Linked DNA regions of Mus musculus: region 2 is linked to region 1. A link is a contact called in public promoter capture Hi-C data. All regions are on one chromosome and are shown on one strand. Each heading gives the region's core, a stretch centred on a gene start, on an enhancer-like site or on the middle of the called end of the contact. The rest is flanking DNA. Distances are from core to core; before and after follow the strand shown. Region 1 overlaps Mrps31 (mitochondrial ribosomal protein S31). Region 2 holds the start of Nkx6-3 (NK6 homeobox 3).

What was found. Promoter capture Hi-C pulls out the DNA fragments that hold promoters and counts their contacts.
Region 2: a contact with region 1 is called in a promoter capture Hi-C map of embryonic stem cells, with 2.9 times the contacts expected there. The contact joins the promoter of Nkx6-3 here to the enhancer-like site in region 1. A contact is called at or near these places in 7 of 39 promoter capture datasets (the 3T3-L1 cell line, embryonic stem cells, pre-B cells and 1 more), 6 of 484 Hi-C or Micro-C datasets (embryonic stem cells and pro-B cells), 4 of 115 datasets of contacts at active chromatin or transcription factors (astrocytes and embryonic stem cells) and 1 of 9 other capture datasets (embryonic stem cells).

Annotation. Positions count from the first base shown.
Region 1 is chr8:22,421,515-22,425,481 of GRCm38.p6, forward strand. It overlaps Mrps31 (mitochondrial ribosomal protein S31), which reads left to right. Exons shown (of 7, transcript NM_020560.2): 5 at 2,833-2,906. Among named protein-coding and RNA genes, the nearest start is that of Mrps31, 12 kb to the left of the region's middle. Within about 2 kb of position 2,002, at least 17 of the 459 cell types and tissues checked have an H3K27ac peak or open chromatin away from gene starts, as enhancers often do. A contact at or near this core is called in embryonic stem cells, where this site is marked.
Region 2 is chr8:23,151,345-23,155,311 of GRCm38.p6, forward strand. Nkx6-3 (NK6 homeobox 3) reads left to right here and starts at 1,927. Exons shown (of 3, transcript NM_029002.2): 1 at 1,927-2,625. The coding sequence starts at 2,241.

The DNA of each region.
Region 1 (3,967 bases), core at 752-3,251:
TTATTCTGCATATTATTAATGATAGATCCATGATCACTGTGGATACCTAGTTATGGTTTCTATTGCTGTGATAAAACACCATGACCAAAAGCAACTTGGGGAAGGAGGTAAGGGTTTATTTCATCCTACCCTTCCAGGTTACAGAGTCACTGAGGGAAGTCAGGGCAAGAACTCAGAGCAGGAACCTGGAGGCAAGAACTGAAGCAGACACCATGGAGGAACGCTGCTCACTGGCTTGCTCCCCCTGCCTTGCTCAGTTTGCTCTGTTACTCAGCTCAGGACCACTTGCCCAGGGGCAGCACAGCCACAGTGAACTGGGCCCTCCCACAAAATGCACCGAGCTTTGCCCACCAGCCAATCAGGCTAGGGCATTTTCTCAGTTTAGGTTCCTTTCCCAAAATGACTCTAGCTTGGATCCAGTTGGCATAAAACAAGACAGCAGGGGTATCTTCTCTGAAATTGCACCTGAATCTCATCACTCAATAAGTTATCTTATAGGGATGCATATTAGTGCGTGGGGGGTTCCCTGCAGGTACCACTGCAGGCAGTGATCTGCAAAGAGGTAAAAAGGAAAACCTGGTGCAGACTAAGCCTGGATCAGACTTCGGGAACTGATGCCAGGCAGCTCATAGTTACATATGGAAAACACAGGACAATTTGGGAAAAGGTTTCCAGGCAACAATCAGTCTAATTCCAGGTGCACAATAAAGCTTAAAGTGTGACTATATGGAAACTCAGTTACAAAGTACATGTGACCACAAGGGTGTGTTTATAGCTACAAATCCTAGAATCTAGTGTGGCTTCTGACCCACAGCAGAGGTTAGCAGGCCATGAAGTACATGTGACGTCTGCCCTAAGGATGGGTAATGCTCTAGGGAGGAAAGAGTCTGGGATAATCATTCTGGGGATTTGGGTGAGGTCTGTCCCTATAGCAAAAGGTAGCTGATGTCAGCTTCTACAGAGAGCAAATAGGTCACCAAGCCATTAACAAATCTGCTCTCAGCTCTCCATGTGGAATGTGGGCATTTGATTTCATGCCCTGCACTGAGGAGACACCCTGTGTGACTAGCATTCCTGCGTCTCTTGGTGCTTCTCTGTGAGTGTAAGGCCCTCTGTGCCCACAACAATGCAGTTTGCAGGACTGGGTGAAGAGGTAAACCCAGGCTGAAGTGGAACTTACTGTGCGTTTCCTGGAGAGGGATTTTTGGGTTCAGCAGTGCTACGTTTATCAGTACCATGAGCCAGCCTGAGTTTTGACTCACTTTACCCATACTGAATAATGATCCTTTCATTGAGAATAAGCTGTGCTATGGAAATTCTGAACAACTGAGGTTTTAAGAAGCATTCATTATCTTTTGTTCTGGATGTTGCTAACCCTGAACATCTATGTGCCCTTTGCATGTATAGTTATGGTTCCTTCTCTCATACCTTCAGAGAATAACTGGGTAAAAAGGCCAGGCATGGTGGCTCACACCTGCAATTTAGCACAGAGGAGGCTGAGGCAGGAGGAACACCATGACTTTCAGGCCACTCTGAACTTTACAGTGAGTTCCAGTTCAGCCAAGGCTATTGTGAGACTGTCCCTAAAACAGTAAGACCAGCCCAGTGCTGCAAACCTGTAATCCCAGGACTTGGGAGGTTTAAGCAGTTGGCTCTTGAGTTGACACTGGCCTGGTCTATATAGTAAGACTCTGTCTAAGAAAACACAAAATGCACAGAGGTTTTAATGATTATAGTTAAAGTTCCGATATTACCTTAAAGTGTTAAATTGTAGTTCCTTGAATTTGCTAATAAGACAACTTATCCATATTTGTTTGGGCTTATTAGCTCCATCAAGATGGGGCAGAGTTATGGCAGCTGGAGCAGGAAGCTGAGGGGTCACAACTTGAATGACAAAACACCAAACCTAGAGAAGGAACTGAAACTGGGGCCAAGCCATTGCCAGCCCCCAGTGATACACGTCCTCTAGGAAGGCTACACCACTTTCCCAAACAGCGCCACCAGCTGGGCATCAAGTGTTAAAATACAGCAGCTGATGGGGACCATTCCCATTCAGGCCTCCATGGGTGCTCTGGCTCAGAAAATACAGCACAAAAGAAACTTTAAAAAGTAAGAGAGGGGGCCTGGTGAGATGGCTCAGTGGGTAAGAGCACCCGACTGCTCTTCCAAAGGTCCGAAGTTCAAATCCCAGCAACCACATGGTGGCTCACAACCACCCGTAATGAGATCTGACGCCCTCTTCTGGTGCGTCTGAAGACAGCTACAGTGTACTTACATATAATTAATAAATAAATAAATAAATCTTTTTTTTTTAAAAAGTAAGAGAGGGGCAGAGGCTTCCCATGTGGTGTGTTAGAGGGAGACGGAGGGAAGTAACAAAGGTAGCCAGGTTCTCCCTAACGGGACTGAACAGGCGTTAAACTGCAGGTTGATTGCTTCATAAAGTGCAACCTTTTATCTGTCTTCTAGCATTATAAATCATAATTAAACTTTTCACTGTTTTCTGTTCTCAGTCACAAGTGTTGGCCTTACCGGCTTCTGTTCTTGCATATTTTTATAACCTCCTACAACACTGAGTTTTCTAGAACTTTCAGTTGTATATTTTGAAAATTAAACTTAGCTGGTTTGTTGTGTTATAAAGCAAAAATGTAAGAGCAGATATTCTTTTTCTACTCCCAAGTCCCGAAATCATGGCAGTGCAGCTTAAAATGTCTGATGTGGTCAGCATGATTATCTTTAATTGATTGTCTCATACATATTTTTGCCTTAAACAGTTTTTGTTAACATTTTACAAATATACTAAGATGTGTTTTTTAAATGTTTTTATCTTAGGAAATATTTATTCAAGGGGAAAAGACTTTCAATTTTTGCTGATAAGGCGTTTGCTGATGAACCACCTGAACCAGGTTTGTTAAGACAAGAACAGCCTTTTCCAAGTAGAGAAGTCGTCTGTCGTTCAGAAAAGGTCCTGCTGTCTTGGCTGTATAACAGCTGGGTATTTGCATTTTACATTTCTTCCTGTCATTGTCCTAGATCTGCTTATGAATAAAACTGCTGATTTGGGTCGTGCTTCCCGCGTTCTGTGGGACCCTGGGGGATCAGTACAGCCAGACGAGCAATCTACGGATTGCCTGCCGCTCTTGGTCAGAAAGAGTTCCTCACTGGCCATTGCAGTATAGCTCACTGCTCTTCATAAAGGTCACTAACCTATGGTGCCTGCTTGTAAGCAAGCAGCTAACTGCCCAGAGTAGGAGAGAGCACACATGTATTTATGAAATTAAATACTCTCTTTTCCTTCTGGTTCATTGGCTGCTTGTCAGTCTTCTGAAAGGCTAACTCTTCATCTCGTTGATTCTTTATATTGTTTTTGTTCGTTTCTGAAATATTAACATCAGCTCTGATTTTGATTATCTCTTCCCATCTGTTTTTGGGATGGTGTTGGTTTTCCAGTGCCTTTGGGTACATCATTAAGTTGTTAGAGACTCAAGACTTTTTGTATAGGTACTTAGTTCTCTATTTCTCTGGACTGGCTTCAGTATGTCCTGTGTTTTTATATGTGTGTCTTCATTATCTGTGGTCAGATAGAATGAAGGATGTCATTCCAGTTTTCCCATATTTTTTGAGATTTGCTTTGTGTCCTGATACAATTTAGGACAGAAACATGAGGTATTTTGAAGAACCTGCTGTTGAGAATGTGTGCTCTTCCGTGTGTGGGTGGGATGCCCTGTAGGTATCTTAGAGGCCCACTTGACTTGGGATGCTGAACTCCAGAGTTTCTTCATTTAGTTTCTTTCTCTACTGGGGAGAGTAGAGCATCGAAATCGCACACCATCTCTGTGTCAGGGTCAGTCTGTGGTTAAGATCTAACTAACGGTCTTTCTGTTATGAAATTGGGTGCTCTTGTGTTTGGCTAGTATATGTTTAAGACTGTAGTAGCCCCCTGGTAGATATTTTCCCCTTTAATGAG
Region 2 (3,967 bases), core at 677-3,176, 730 kb after region 1:
GTGTGGGGGGGGGGGGGGGAGTTCCTAAGTCCAGACAGCCAAAGATGAACAGAGCTACACAGAAAGGGGTGGGGGGGGGGGGCTATCAATCAAAAGTTAATAGAGACTGGAGAAAGAGAACATCTCAGAGAGTCGCTGAGAACTAAAATCAGTTGAAGGCACACTGTAAAGAGGTGATTAAAGAAAACAGAACCCATTCCTGTTGATGGCTTAGTGGCTGAAACCACTCCAAAAAGCGAAGTCCAGTCCCGAGGGTGGGAGAAGGAATTCCTGCTGCGAGCAGACTCACTCCTCGCTCAGTGGCACACCTAAGTCCTCCAGGTGGATTACAATGTGTTGGCCTGTTGATTTGGTTTTGAAAGTAAAACTTGTTATAAATTAGAAGTTGACTCCAAAATACAGCCCCTTTTTGGATGGTGGAAAAATAAAAATAAAAACAAAACAATTTTTTTCCTCAGGCCAAAGAGATGGCACCAAGAAATCTGAGTTTGGTTCCTGTCAAGGGCTCATAATTGCCTGTAACTCCAGCCTCAAGGGATTCATCATCCTTTTCTAGACTTCTTGGATGGAGAGAGAGAGAGAAAGAGAGAGAGAGAGAGAGAGAGAGAGAGAGAGAGAGAGAGAGAGAGAGAGAGCGCACACACACACACACTGAGACTCTTAATTTTAAAGGTCTTCAAAAAAATAGCCCAACCTGTAGGAAGGTCATCTTGCCCTGCGTAAAAGCTTTTCTATCTGATCCTCACCTAAATCACCCATGGCACGGAAAGTATTGCTTACATTACAGTCAAATTCTCCACAGCAAGCCAGCTTTCTCTACCTCAGACCTCTGCCTCAAACAAAGCTAACAAAGAAAAGGCTCTGTCTCTCACCTGTGAAAACACAGATCCCTCCAAACACAAGACAGTGTGTTCCCCAAAGCCCCAGTGGCCTGGTCAGGAAGAAGTCATTTAGATAGCCAATCACCTTGCACCTGCCATTTCACACTTCAGGTGACTTCAGGAAAGAATTTAGAGACTAGCCTGGCAGGCAAGCCCTGATTCCTCTGTGCCTCTGTTTCCCCGTTATCAACTGAGAGACGGTACCCACAAGAATCATCAGATTGCAAAAATTCCTCAGAAACAAAGCGAATGGTGGCGTCCTTATAGTCAGTGTAGCCCCAAGCCTCAGCCCGACTGCCCTGCTTAGGTCTCTGCCTCAGGAGCCCAGGGCTGCTCACAGGAGAGAAAGAGACTTCACCCAGGACACAGCCAGCCAGACTACTCAAGAGACCAAGAAAGGCTGGCTGGGAGAAACAGGAACCACCATTCTTCAGTGGAATGCCTTCTGACCCCCCACACCCCTGCAACTCCCAGAGCTGTTCCACGGCCCACTCCCTAAGCAAGACGTTTCCCACCCCGTGGTCTCAAGGCCAGAGACTTGCATTCCCCCAGAGAATAGTGATTGCTCAGTCTCCCCACTTACCCAGGAGAAAGGGAAGCAGCTGTATGTTACCTCAAAGCGTCACATTCATTCCGACAGGGGCAGCTTGGGACTGTGACCTCTGAGCCTCTCTCTCTCTCTCTCTCTCTCTCTCTCTGACTTCCGCAGGAGCCTCCAGTCCCTACCTCCAGGCGCCCACCTTTTCTTAGATACTGGACTTGGGTAAGCAAATGGAGCCTGTGACCAGGCTCAGGGCGCCTAGAGCTAATTCTTTCACACACGCACATGAGCACACACACATGCACACACACACACACACACACACACACACGGACTGGCTGATTTACAGTCAATCTTTCAAAGTGCAATTTGTCTAGGAGAAGCCAATGTGAGGCCCATGTGGTCTCCAACCAATGGCGACACAGCGCTTGCAGCTCAGCCAGTCTCAGGTCTGTATTCTAATGGGCCATATCTTTATCAAGGAAATGTCCCCTCTCTGAACTTAAAACTTCTGATGGAGGGCCCCCAGACTCAGAGGCAGAGAAACCGGGTGCTCTGAGTATGGAAAGCACCCCTCCTTAGGCCCAGCGGGCAGAGAGGGAAAGAGGAAGGCCGCCCACCTTCTCTGGACACCTGACTTGCCAGAGGGCTGACGTAGGTGCCCCATCTCTGAGGAAGGGCCGAGCCAGAGGGCAGTCTGAGGCTCGGGGTGGGATGGGGGGCTCTGATTCTCCAAACCTGTCATGAGGTTCTGGGCCACCATTTGAAGTGCTGGCCTTTAAGGGTTCCTGGACCACCGATTCGCTGACCTGGAGACCATGGAGTCCAACCTGCAGGGGACCTTCCTCCTGAACAACACACAGCTGGCCCAGTTCTCAGAAATGAAGGCTCCCATGTGCCAGTACTCGGTGCAGAACTCTTTCTACAAGCTCAGCCCTCCGGGACTTGGCCCCCAGCTGGCGGCTGGGACTCCCCATGGAATCACTGACATCCTGAGCAGACCGGTTGCCACCCCGAACAGCAGCCTCCTCTCTGGCTACCCCCACGTGGCAGGCTTTGGTGGACTCAGCTCCCAGGGCGTCTACTATGGCCCCCAGGTGGGGAGCTTTTCCAAGGCTGGAAATGAGTACCCGACCCGGACCCGGAACTGCTGGGCAGACACAGGCCAGGACTGGAGAGGCAGCGCTCGGCCATGCAGCAACAGTGAGTACAGGGCCTTCACCCCCAGCCCAACCTGTCCCGGGGAGAAGGCAGGAGGGGGGGGGTCTTTTAAAGGCCGGGCTGCACGCGACCTACCTAACCTCAGCCGCTATTACACAGCCCTGCCAATTCCTGGTCCCTTTTCTCAGCTCACAGCAGAACTGAACCCCACCCTTCTCCCTCCTCCCTACTTCTACCTAGCACAGGTGTCTGGACCCACAGTCACTTCTTGCCCTTCAAGGGACCTTGGGTTCTCCAGGCCCCACGATCACAGTCCATCCCACCATATGCAGCACGTAGCTTAAGTTCGCTTCTGCCCGGAGACATGGCGCCCCTTCACACAGTGAGGCACAGTGCTACCCTGGTGAAGAAAACTTAATGAATTTAGTATCGTATCCCTAAGAGCCCAATGTTATATAGGATTGTTCCAAAAACCCACTGGGGTCCCATCCAGGGCCCATCACCCACCTTCCTGTTCCCCCGTTCATGTCAGCAATGGCAGAACCAGAGCGCTAAGATGACCTTGGCCCTGACTGCTAGGGAGCGGGGCGGGGGGGGGGGGGGCTTACCCCACCCATCCCTGAGACTCAGGTTTCTGAGAACTGGAGTGGAGGGGGTGGGTATTATGCCAATCAGGGATCCAGGAAGTGCCCGGGGCATGTGCCAGTGGGGCATACTGGGAGAGAGTGGCAGTGACTTCCAGGGTTCTCCTTGAGCCACTAAAGCTCCGGGTGAGATAAACATGTGTCAGGGACAGAGGCAAAGCCCCCTCTCCTTCTGTTTAATCTCTATCTCCCACACTGCATAAGGGATTTGGAATCAATGATGGAAACCCTCAAAACTCTTGTCCTCCATGTCTGTGCCTGAATGACAGTCACCTTCCTCATCTCTTGGGACCTATAGTTTGGGGTACTATAAGCTCATGCTGTCTCTCCCACACCTCCACCCTACACTCCCCCATCCTGACCCACCCCTCCATCTTGAATGCATACACACACTAGAAAATAGCCAGGAAAAACAGTGGTCAGTTTAACACAAGAGTAAAGAAAAATATCTTTTAGGATAGTGGTTCTACACCTGTGGGTCGTGACCCCTTTGGGGACTGAATGACCCTTTCATGGGGGGGGGGTCACATATCAGAGATCCTGCATGTCAGATATTTCCAATTTGTACCAGTAGCAAATTCACAGTTATGAAGTAGCAGCAAAATAATTTTATGGTTGGAGGGAGGGGGTCACTACAACATGCATCAAAGGGTCGCAGCGTTAGGAAGGCTGAGAACCACTGTATTAGGAGGTCCTTTGCCTCTTCTGAGCTGAAGTCCCCTGCCTATGACACGAGAGCA